Linked DNA regions of Sus scrofa: region 1 is linked to region 2. A link is a contact called in public Hi-C data. All regions are on one chromosome and are shown on one strand. Each heading gives the region's core, a stretch centred on a gene start, on an enhancer-like site or on the middle of the called end of the contact. The rest is flanking DNA. Distances are from core to core; before and after follow the strand shown. Region 1 overlaps LOC110256592 (classical arabinogalactan protein 7-like). Region 2 has its middle 56 kb from the start of T.

What was found. Hi-C and Micro-C count contacts between places; a contact is called where the count stands out from the background.
Region 1: a Hi-C map of omental adipose tissue shows a contact between it and region 2, with 1.9 times the contacts expected there. The contact joins two enhancer-like sites. A contact is called at or near these places in 1 of 5 promoter capture datasets (fetal skeletal muscle) and 2 of 47 Hi-C or Micro-C datasets (embryonic fibroblasts and omental adipose tissue).

Annotation. Positions count from the first base shown.
Region 1 is chr1:2,899,437-2,904,632 of Sscrofa11.1, forward strand. All of the region lies in intron 1 of LOC110256592 (classical arabinogalactan protein 7-like), which reads left to right. Among named protein-coding and RNA genes, the nearest start is that of MIR9831, 8.3 kb to the left of the region's middle. Within about 2 kb of position 1,570, at least 2 of the 83 cell types and tissues checked have an H3K27ac peak or open chromatin away from gene starts, as enhancers often do. A contact at or near this core is called in omental adipose tissue, where this site is marked.
Region 2 is chr1:2,769,936-2,775,670 of Sscrofa11.1, forward strand. No RefSeq gene overlaps it. Among named protein-coding and RNA genes, the nearest start is that of T, 56 kb to the left of the region's middle. Within about 2 kb of position 3,011, at least 1 of the 83 cell types and tissues checked has an H3K27ac peak or open chromatin away from gene starts, as enhancers often do. A contact at or near this core is called in omental adipose tissue, where this site is marked.

The DNA of each region.
Region 1 (5,196 bases), core at 320-2,819, 130 kb after region 2:
TCAGGATACAGTTGAAAAATCAGTGTGGGAGCACTGGGCCATTCTCCATCGGTGCAGGGTAGACAGCGACGGGAGTGGGCAGGGGCGCAGGGATGGGGAGGTAGGCCAGGCCAAGCCCAGAGCTTTGCTCGGGACCTTGGGCTTTACTTGTGTTTCTGGGAGCCACTGGATGTCTTAAAACAGAAGAGAACACAGTCATTTGTTATATTTTAGATGGCTTGCTCTGCAAAGTGTGTTTGAAGAGATCCGTGGTGTGGAGGCAGGATAACAGGAAAGAAAACCCGCCCTTTGCTGCTTGGCGTGGAGTCCGTTCGTTGGTGCATGCATCGATTCATCCAGCTAGTGTTAGGAAACATTGGTGTCATGCTGTACCTGGCTGGGTGCTGAAGATGTGACGGAAAATGAAAACAGGGTCCCATCCCATAGAGAAGGCGCTTCCTGCTGGGTGAGTGTGGAATCACCGAAACTTGCCGTTAAGAATTAGGTTGACAATTCGGTGTGTGTGCAGGTGCTGAACAGGCTGGGACTTCAACATTCTCGATCTCATGCTCTCGGCTTCCCACTATATTGCTGCCCACACACAATACCAGTGACCTGAAACGGGATCTCTCTACCAGGTAAGAGAAGACCAAAGCCTGGTTTTAATCACTAGCTTGCTTGGAAAATCACACCCTGTCGTCAGTATTCTGCTTAGTCCAGGGAATGTCTTCTATTCACTCTGTGTGACTTTGCTGTGTTACCTGGTAGCCACCTGTGTATGAGATGTGCTGAAGAAAGGGGACGTTTGCAGTTTTCTTTACAGAGTCGTGATCGAATTTGGCCTTGAGAATAGAGTTTGGAAGGGGGACTCAACTTTGTCACTGATCTGTTCTGTACTCTTTTTTCTGTTACTAATCATACTCACTGGGCTTGGAAGGGGGGTCTTCCAAGACTCACACTCACTCACAGATGTTCATACTCCCCCAAGCTAAGTTAGAGGCTGTCTTCTCCCCTCCTCTACAGTATTTATCACATCATATAGTAATTGCGTTTGCTTGGAGTTTCCGTTGGGGCTCAGTGGTAACGAACCCAACTAGTATACATGAGGATGCAGGTTTGATCCCTGGCCTTGCTCAGTGGGTTAAGGATCTGGCATTGCCATGAGCTGTAGTGTAGGTCGCAGACGAGGCTCGGATCCGGCATTGCTGTGGCTCTGGCGTAGGCTGGCAGCTGCAGCTCTGATTCAACCCGTAGCCTGGGAACCTCCACCTTCAAGGCCCTGTCCTTTCCTGTTAGCTGTGTGCATACAAGAGAGAAAAGCAACTTCCTGCCCACTGGTTGTCTTTACTCTTGAGTGATAAGTGGGAAGACCCCCGTGGTCCCTTCAGCCCGAGCCTTTCCCCCTGAGGCTGGGGCTGCAAGGTCCCGGGATTTGGCCCAGGTGGCCTGCATCCTCAGCAAGCCTGTTGGAGTCCTGCCTCCACCCTCCTGGCATCACAGTCCCCTTGACTCTTGCCAGCATGACTTATCAGATTGCTCTGACCAATCGGCCTTTCCTGACGAATTACGCAAAGGGCCAATGAAAAATTAGTGTACAAAGAGAGTCAAAAAGAAAGGAAAAAAACAGGTTGCTGAGCAACCCAACTCCGTAAGCAGTAAGCAGAGGGAGATGCTATTTTTACACCAGGAAGGTGGCTGCAGTTGATTTTGTAGCAAACTCCTGGCCTCAACCACTGGAGTGACCTCCTGGAGACCTCCCAATGAACTGCAGAGCTGCCAACTGCCAGGGGTAGGTCTCTGATGAAATGAGGCCTCTTCAGAAAGGGCTCCACAGCAATTATGTCTCTCAGAGTGCCCTGTGCTCTTCCTGCAGAGCACACATCAACGTTTGTAATTATAAAGGTATTTGCTGGGTTTTGTGAAATCTCCCTCTCTGCACTGGACTGGAAGCTGGCGGAGGGGAGGCACAGGGCCTGCTTCTCTTCATCACTGTTTATCGCCAGCATGTATTACACCGGCTGTTCACAATAGGTCTCAATCTTTGTAGAATGAATTGATGAATGAGTGGAAATTAGATTGATACTAGTACGTTGGATCTGATTGTCATGAAATGTCATCTCTAGTCAAAATGTGGGAGACCATTAGGATTTCAAAGGTTTTTCTGTAAGTTGCTAACAGAAGTATTTTTCAACAACAAAATACCTAAATGCTGGTACCTGCTGTGTGCTGTCCCCTAAATTAGCCAGCATGCTTGCACTGGGAGCACCCAGATCTGTGAGTCGCCATGCTATGTGACCTTGGAGCTCAGCTGGGAAAGAGAAGATGAGCCAGGCATGTGGGCTCTTCCAGGGGGCCTGCGCAGAACAGCAGAGCAGGGGAAGGGGCTGGGGTGCCCACCGCTGGGGGAGCAGTAGCTGTGTGGTCCTGGGAGGCCTCCGGATCAGGCGCCTCAGCGAGGAGACCTAAGAAGCGAGGGGCGGCTGTGCAGACACAGCAGACCCTCCCCTTGCCCTGGCTGTGCCCCAACACCGCCTTCTTGCTCACTCTCCTGCTCCGGCTCCTCACCTTTCCCCCAGCAGATGCTGGGAGGCCCTGCCCTTCCGTTTGGTGGGTTCCCCCCACTCCTCTGTCTACACACACCTGTCTCTGGGTGGTTTCACCCAGACTCAAGTTCTTAAATCCACACACAAATGTCTCCCCTCTGGAACTCATCTCCAGACCTCAGTTTATAAACCTAGCTGCGGAAGCCCTGGCCAAACAGCAATGATTTCTGCATTAAGCTTCCAGACACAGAGGGGTCATCCTTTCTCTAGGCAATTTGTTTCACTCCTGGACACTCTTGAGTTGTGAGGAGGGTCGTTTGCTTCTCCAAGTTCCTTTTGGTTCTGGAACCCCAAAATGCCCACATTCTTGTCCAACTGATGGTTAAACATCTCAAGGTAGCTATTGTGTGTCTTTTAGCTGCCTCCTTGTATGTTTCCAGACCTTTAATAGATACTTGATACGTGCATGTTAAGTGTAAAGCATGGCGCTAGGTGCTTTGGTTACTGAAATGATGGTCACAGAGTCTGTCCTCTGGCATCTCGTGGCTCGGTAGGGGCAACAGGCTTTGTCCTGCATGAGCTAGGACATGGTGAACGTGCTGCAGCACCGACCCCAAATGCAAGGGGGCCAATCAGACGAAGTGCTGCTGAGGGGTGTCCGGGTGGCGGTCCATGTGGTCTCAGGGCGGAGCAGGCGTGTGGAGGGTCAGTAGGACTCAGACGTGGGAGGCTGGGGAGGCTGAGAGACTGTGCGGGAGAAGGTAGGAGGGACTGGCACAAGGGGCCAGGAGGAACTCTTGTTTTGCTGCTCGAGGACCCTGGGTGCCTTAGTAGTTCTCTGGGCCTTTGTAATGAACTAGGCAGCTTCAACTACAGAAATGAAAAGTCCCAAGGTCTGGAGACCAGATGCCTAAAATCCTGGTGTCGACAGAGCCGTGCTCCCGAGGGCTCTCGAGGAGGACCCTGTCTTACCCCTTCCAGCTTCCCGTGGCTCCAGGTGTCTCTGGGCTTGTGGCAGCACCGCTCCAGTCTCTGCCTCCATCTTCACATGGCCGCCTTCCCTTGGTGTTTGTGTGTCTCTGTTTTCTCCTCTTTTGAGGACACCAACCACGATGAATTGGACTCACTTTGGTAGAGTATGACCTCATCTTAACCTGATTACATCTGCAAAGACCCTACTTCCAAATGAAGTCGCTGGAGGGTAGAACGCCACCATATCTTTTAGGGGGACACAGTTCCATCCACAGCAAATGGATAGTGGGAATTAGGTAGGAGGGTAGTCTCAAGGCAAACATATACTTCTTTGAAATCCAAGCTAAGGAATTCAGTCTTTATTCCTTAGGCCTGTGGCTCTAAGTCTTGGCTGTTCATCAGAAATACCTGGAAATCTTTTAAAAATGCTGATGTCTGGATTCTGCACCCAACCTGCATCAGAATCTGCCTAGGTGTTTCTGACACTTAACCGGGCTTAGAGCCACTCCTCTGGCTGACCAGGACCTGTTTCCCTCCTTAGGACGTCAGTTTTAGGACACCTCGAAGTCTCGAACAGTCACACCGAAGTGTTTTCTAGAGTTTCCGTTCTAAAATATTGCCCTCCAAATGGAGTATAATCCCCACAAGATTGTGTGGCCAGCCCAAGCACACTGGGATGATGGTTTATTTTGTTCTGTTTATTCCTCCTCTCTGGATGCGGTACAATGGTGGTCTTTTTCACAGTAGCCAGATCTGCTCTTGGCTCCATGCAGTTTGTGGTCTATTGAAACTCTTCCCACATCTTTCCACATGAATGGCTATAAATCCAGGTTTTCCCTATCCAGTACTTGTGCAATTGATTTTTGGATCCTAAATACAGGCCTTGACAATATATCTGTTTAATTTCATCTTGCAGTTTAAGTCAAGTGTTCTAGCCTGTTGAGGCCTTTGTAGTTCAAGTCTGTCGTTTATCATGTTAGCAACATCTCATAAATCTGTCATCTGCGGATTTGATAAACATGCCTTTTCGGGCTTCGTCCAAATTGCTGTAAACCAAGTTAAACATGTCTCAGAGAGAGATATATGATATTCCTCAGCGTCTGACCTCCATTGGCAAATACTCTTAGTTCCTAAATCAGCTGTCATTGAGCCAACTCTTAATCAAGCCATATTTTATTCTCAAAGAATTCTTTGAAACTTCAGTCATCTGGGAGGTGTTGCAAATTTATAATTAGTCCCTGAAGTAAAGGACAAGAAGACCAAATAATGGCAGGCAAAATTGACCAGGGTCATGAACACGTCATTTGGGCTGTACTGAGTAAACTCAAGCCACAAACAAAGAATGTTTATTGTCAACTTTGAGCTGAAAGCAATCAGTGAGTCAACCAAGCATCGAGTGACTATATGCTAAGAAACAAATTCAGAGTCCATATATACAATTTTTGAAGCTAGAAGCTAGAGCATAGTATTAAGTTTGCTGCAATTCCAAACCCAACTTATGTTCTAAAAAATACCCGGAATGTCCACTCAGAGTCCCTTTTTGGAAAGCCTACTGTACATTTATCATGATACTGCATGCTCTGGAATATAGTGACATGTGGCCACCCGGGACAAGAGAAGGACATGATGAGACGGGGTGATTGGAGGAGATCTGCTGCCCAGCTGTGTGGAGGCGTGAAGTGAAGAGTTCAGGCTCCTGAGA
Region 2 (5,735 bases), core at 1,761-4,260:
GGAAAACACTGAATCTGACTTTAGATGCCACCTCAAAGCGTCAAGGAGGGCACCACCCTGCATGTCACCTGAAGGGTATGCTGTCCACCAGTCTTTCTGCCAGACCATCAGAGAACTGTGGCCTTGGGTTGCATTATTTTGAACCCAAAGAGAATTTCTTTCACCCAGCTTTGGTTGTTGTGCTTTATGCCTACATTAGGGGGAACTATTTTCCTTTCAAGGTTTTCTTAACATGCTGGTGTTGTCAAGAGTACTGCACACCGCATCCCAAAGAATCACCCTCATTAGACGCTGGAGACACACATGTCAGGGTCAGTTATATTAACCTGCATGTCTTTGGAACACCTAATTCTTTAAAATTTTGTATGTGCTGTCAATTAAGCTATTGATTGAATTTTCTTCTTTTCATTGGCTGGGTGGAAATATAGGACCAAATTTTCAAGTGTTCATCAACTTAACGACACGTTTGGTATACTGACCTTGCTTCCACATTGACCTTGTGTTTTTTCTCCTACTGTTTCATGTCTCCAAGTTCCCATCCTTCATTTCCAATTATACGTGTATTTTTCTTTATCTTTTTGGTCTCGTAACTGTTGGTATTGCTTCTTGGGGGTGGCCAGTGCTTTCTTGTACATGTTCGTCGTCTCTCTTCTGCCAGAGATGCTCTCCTCTTACTTAGCTGCCTAGAAAATTTCTAATTATCTTCCAAGTCTCAGCTCCACAAAGGTAGATGACTTCTGTGAAGTTTTCCCTTTCTTTCAGGAAGAGTTCGGCATTCCTTTCCCTATGTAGCATGTATTTCATCCTTCATCCTATCGTACCACGAGATTGTGGAAAGATTGACGGAGTGATCATAGCTTTGTTGAGTGTAATTCAGACGCGATCTACCTCTCACATAACTAGCAAGTGCAAGCGTTCTCTGTTCAGTGATGGCAGCTGCAGTCCCTCCCTCTTCCCTCCCTCCCAGCAGCCCCATCAAGACGGTACCAGAGCAATTCCAGACCAGGTCCACCTCTATGTTGACGCCAGAGGAACCGGACCCTGTGTGCCCTCAAGAAGCCAGTTACAGCTCTGTGCTATTGGCGTCAAAGATCCCTAAAGTTGCGCATCAAATTGAAAGTGTATCCATTATAGCCGGAAGTAATGACAACCTTCAGTAAAATGTGCTCCATTCCTGGTTCAGTAAGAGGCTCTCTGCTGTCTGGAGGTCTTCAGTGTGGTAATAATTTGATCGCCATGCATTTCCTGAGAGCTTCAGAACAGCTGGTTCTGATCCCTTCCCATGGGTAATGCCAAAATTGTAAAATGTGTGATTTTCTAAACTAGCTATTTCTACGTGGTGCTGAAATACATCGTAGCCGGGCTACAGGCTGAAAGCTGAGACCATTCACACCTCCCACATCTAGCATTTCCTTGTGTTTCCATAAAGAATTGGTTTTCAAATACAAGGGGGAAAGAAACGCATGAAATCAGAAATATTTACAAAATTTGGAGGTACATATGACTCTGGTTATTTTAAGTACAGAAGTTTTGTTTGGGAAAAATCTGTGGAAAAAAGGATTTGGTGGTTGGAATCTTTGGTAGTCTCAAATGTATGCCTTCCTGATTTGAAGAAATATCCTTAATTTCATAATACTTCCTAATGCCATATGGATGCTTATTAGAAATTGCTTAAGAACGTATAGTCTAAGATAACTTTCTAGGAAAAGGGAAAAAACCTGAAGAAATGGCTTATTTTTGAATAGAAGCAATTGTCAGAATGTCAGGTGTCAAAATGTTGAAAATTTTGTAGAGGAAGAAGCTCTAGAAAAATATACCCAACAGCCATGTAGATAGCCACGATTTTCTCAAGAATAGCGTGGGGAAATTACAGAGGAGTCTCATTGTTTGGTAGGAAGAGAACGGGGTGGGTAGTTAGGGACATGGGTTTAACCCAGCTTTGACCCCTGCCATTTGAGATGGGACAAAAAGGTCTCCGTCAAGGGGTCACGGAGACTTGAGCCCAGAACAACCTTCCGGGACCTGGTGACCTTGTTGCTGTCAGTGCTGGCATCAGATATCTGCTTGATAAGCCAGTTCCCACATGAATTTAACGAGACTGTGCCAGGGTGTGTTAAAATTTTTTCTGGGTTTAAAACATCACCTAGACAAAACAGACATTTCTCAATTTCTAGATAAAGCCAGAGAAAACAAGAAAACGCAAAAGAATTCCGATTGGAAGACTTGGGGTCAAATTCTTTTCCGGGGACTTACTTATGAACCCTGTAATTGCTGGTCTTGTTTTCCTTTCTTTGGGGAATAAAATAGACTTTAAAACTATGTCCATGGAGGCAGCTGCCCCCAAGTCCAAGTGTTCTTCCTCAGACAATAACTCACAGGCGATATGCAGCAAGGGGAAAAAACGCGTGAGATGGCAAACTCTGGTGAGCGTCTGCCTTTGTCCAGAAGGTGGCTTTGCAGTTGGACAGCGGGCCTGACCATCACTGCCGCCCTCCGCTCCTGCCTCCGGGGACACGGGGCCTGGCCTCCAGGGCTGGCTGTGGACAAGGCTCCTCCATCTGTCCCCGGGCAACTTCAGAGTCATTCATATCATTGTCCTTCATGCCACCTGAATAGAGGGCAGAAAGCAGAGTGGCGGGTGGACACTGAAGGAGGGTTCTTTCACATCTTTCTTTTTTGGGGGGGGGGGCACACCAATGACATATGGAAGTTTCCAGGCTAGGGGTCGAACTGGAGCTGTAGCCACTGGTCTACACCACAGCTCACAGCAATGCCAGATCCTTAGCCCACTGAGAGAGGCCAGGGATCGAACCCTCATCCTCATGAATTCTAGCTGGGTTTGTTAACCACTGAGCCACGACAGGAACGCCTCCCATCTCTTGATTGGGGCGAAGGGAAGAGTGAAAGGCTCACTGTTTCTCCTCTCCCTCTCTCTCTCTTTCTCAGACCTGCTCACCTTATGGCATGTGAGGGACACTCAGCAAACCTGGCCCCTTGCGGTGACAAACTCTAAAGCAAATGGCCCAACTGCCAGACAGCCTGTGGGAAGAGTCAGCGAGAAATCTGTAAAAAATAATAACTATACGTGGCTGGACCTTTACCCCCCAAAAGATCCCTGGCTCCACCTCCCTTCTGCCCCCCACTCAGGGTCTGTGACACCCCACTGGGCAGCTGGCCTTCTTGTGTCCAGAGAGCTTTCTGAGGCCGCCAAGGACCACAGGTCCCATCCCCTCCTCTCCCCCACGCCACTGTCTTTCTGTTTCCATTCGGACCCAGCACCTCCCAGAAAGCAAATCCGTAGGGAACCGGAAGTGCCGGCCCGAGGGCAGCAGAGTCCCCTCCTGCGAGGACACCCAGATGGAGGTGGGGAGGGCGCTCAGTGCCAGGCGGGGCCTGGGGGGAGCAGGGCCACCCCAGGTGGAGCAGGAAGACATGGGGTCGTGGCCTCGTGCAAGGCCTGCCTCCCAGGTGCCCATGAGAAACGTTATTTGACCAGTGACCGGGTCAAACCTTCCATGTGGCTGAGAGATGAAGCCTGGCTACATCTACAAAACGTTCTACTCCAAGATTCTGAAGAAAAACGTAAAGGCTCTTCTGTGTGTGTGAGCAGCAACCACAGAGTCAAGATCAGAAAGTTTGAAGAGTTGAGCTGAGAGAACAGTTCACCTCAACACTCTGAACCGAACCGAAAGACAAGGAGGTAAAAATAAGATAACCCTAGATTTTTTTTTTGGTATTTTTTAGGGCCGTACCTGTGGTACATGAGGTTCCCAGGCTAGGGGTCGAATCTGAGCTACAGTTGCCGGCCTACACCACAGCCACAGCAACAGTAATACGGGATCCGAGCCCTGTCTGTGACCCACACCACAGCTCATGGCAACGCTGGACGCTCAACCCACTGAGCGAGGCCAGGGATGGAACCCGGCCCTCACGGATACTAGTTGGGTTCATTACCCCTGAGCCACGACAAGAACGCCCTGCACCAAGTTTTTAAAAACTGATAGGAACTCTTGAGAAAGGATTAGAGCAGGTAAACTCACAATAACTGAATTAAAACCCATGCTTACCGAGGGGAACCCGTGCCCTGTGACAAAGAATCAGACATGTGGAGAGCAGACTTGAAAAGCTCACAGGAATTCAGACCAAACAGAAAAAGAAGATGCACTCGCAGAGGTGAGTCAACACATGATGGAATAGAGAGAGAAACAACCATTCGTAGACCAGCTTACTGATACTCCCAATGAGAGAACAAACTCAAAGGAATTCAGGTAACTGTAAGAAACGTTTCCAAAGAAAGCTGACTATACACTGAGAGGACTCACTCAGATAAACAGTGAGAAGACAAAATGCAATGGACGGTGCATTTCAATAGTCCTCCAATCTCTGGGAGAAAGAGAGAACCTGGCTAATTGGAGATTTGAATAATGACGCTAATGAGGATGATAACATAAACACACACACACACACACACACGCACACGCACACACAGACACACGCACATGCACATGCGCGCACACACACACACACACACGCGCATGTGTGCTCGCCCACACATGCACACACACAAACACACACACACACGATAGGATTGTGTTTCCTCAAAATAACCACATCTATGGAAATATTTCAGCATTTAAGAAACATTAGAACACTTCAGCATCTACTATTCAAAAAAGGAAAACTCAACAGGTATGCAAAACACCAGCCGTGTGCAGGAGCCATGGGCCTGTTCTCCTTCTCCCTGCGCTGAACGAGGGGATTGCTCTGGCGAAGGTGCCCCTGGAGAGATTCCCTGATCAGCGAGGCTGACGTAATTCTAAGGATGGAAAGGGCTGGAAAGCGTGAGTGTGCAGACTGGACCGTGGTGGGCACGATGGGCAGAGGGTGGAGTCGACTGCGAAGAGCCACACGCAGGAAGCGAACCAATGAAGGCCTGCAGGAGAGTCTACTAAGTTCAAGCGAATTCCAGCTGGATGAGACCAGCCGAGCAAAGAAAGGCACAGGTAGAAACAGGGATGCAGGCAGGAGCACTGTGTTTCACATCAGACAACGGTGTCTAGTTAGCAAGCTAACCAATGAGGAGCCCCCAAGCCCAGGCAAACAGAAAGCGTGTTATTTGATCCAGAGCCAGGAAAGCATGGATGCTCATATCTGCGCTATGGGGACCCCAGACATTGGTCGTGCCACCTCCTCACTCTGACAGTGACTTTCCTAGTCTTTGACCACCTCTGACCCCGCCCATGACTGCCTTACAGAAAATCATTGCTATGTGTGCGCTCAAGCCTCATGCACTCTTCTTATCCCCTTAAATTGTCAGTTGTGTGTTCGGATCAACACAGACTATGAATGAGGTGAGGAGAAAAACTGGTTCTAGGAAAGCACTCTTTTCTTCCGTAGTGACATGCTCATTCAAATTTTTAATGTTTCAACGTCAGTAAGTTATTTTGATCTCAATGTTTAATGATAAGCACAAATAAAAACCTCCATTGATTAGATTTCGCTTTGAATTTTCATACATCCCTGTCAATTATAGGGCATCCTCCGTCTTTTCAGTAGGACTAAATTCTTCTTCTTTTTTTTTTTTTTTTTTTTTGTCTTTTTGCTATTTCTTGGGCCGCTCCCGCGGCATATGGAGGTTCCCAGGCTAGGGGTCCAATCGGAGCAGGAGCCACCGGCCTACGCCAGAGACACAGCAATGCGGGATCCGAACCGCGTCTGCAACCTACACTGCAACT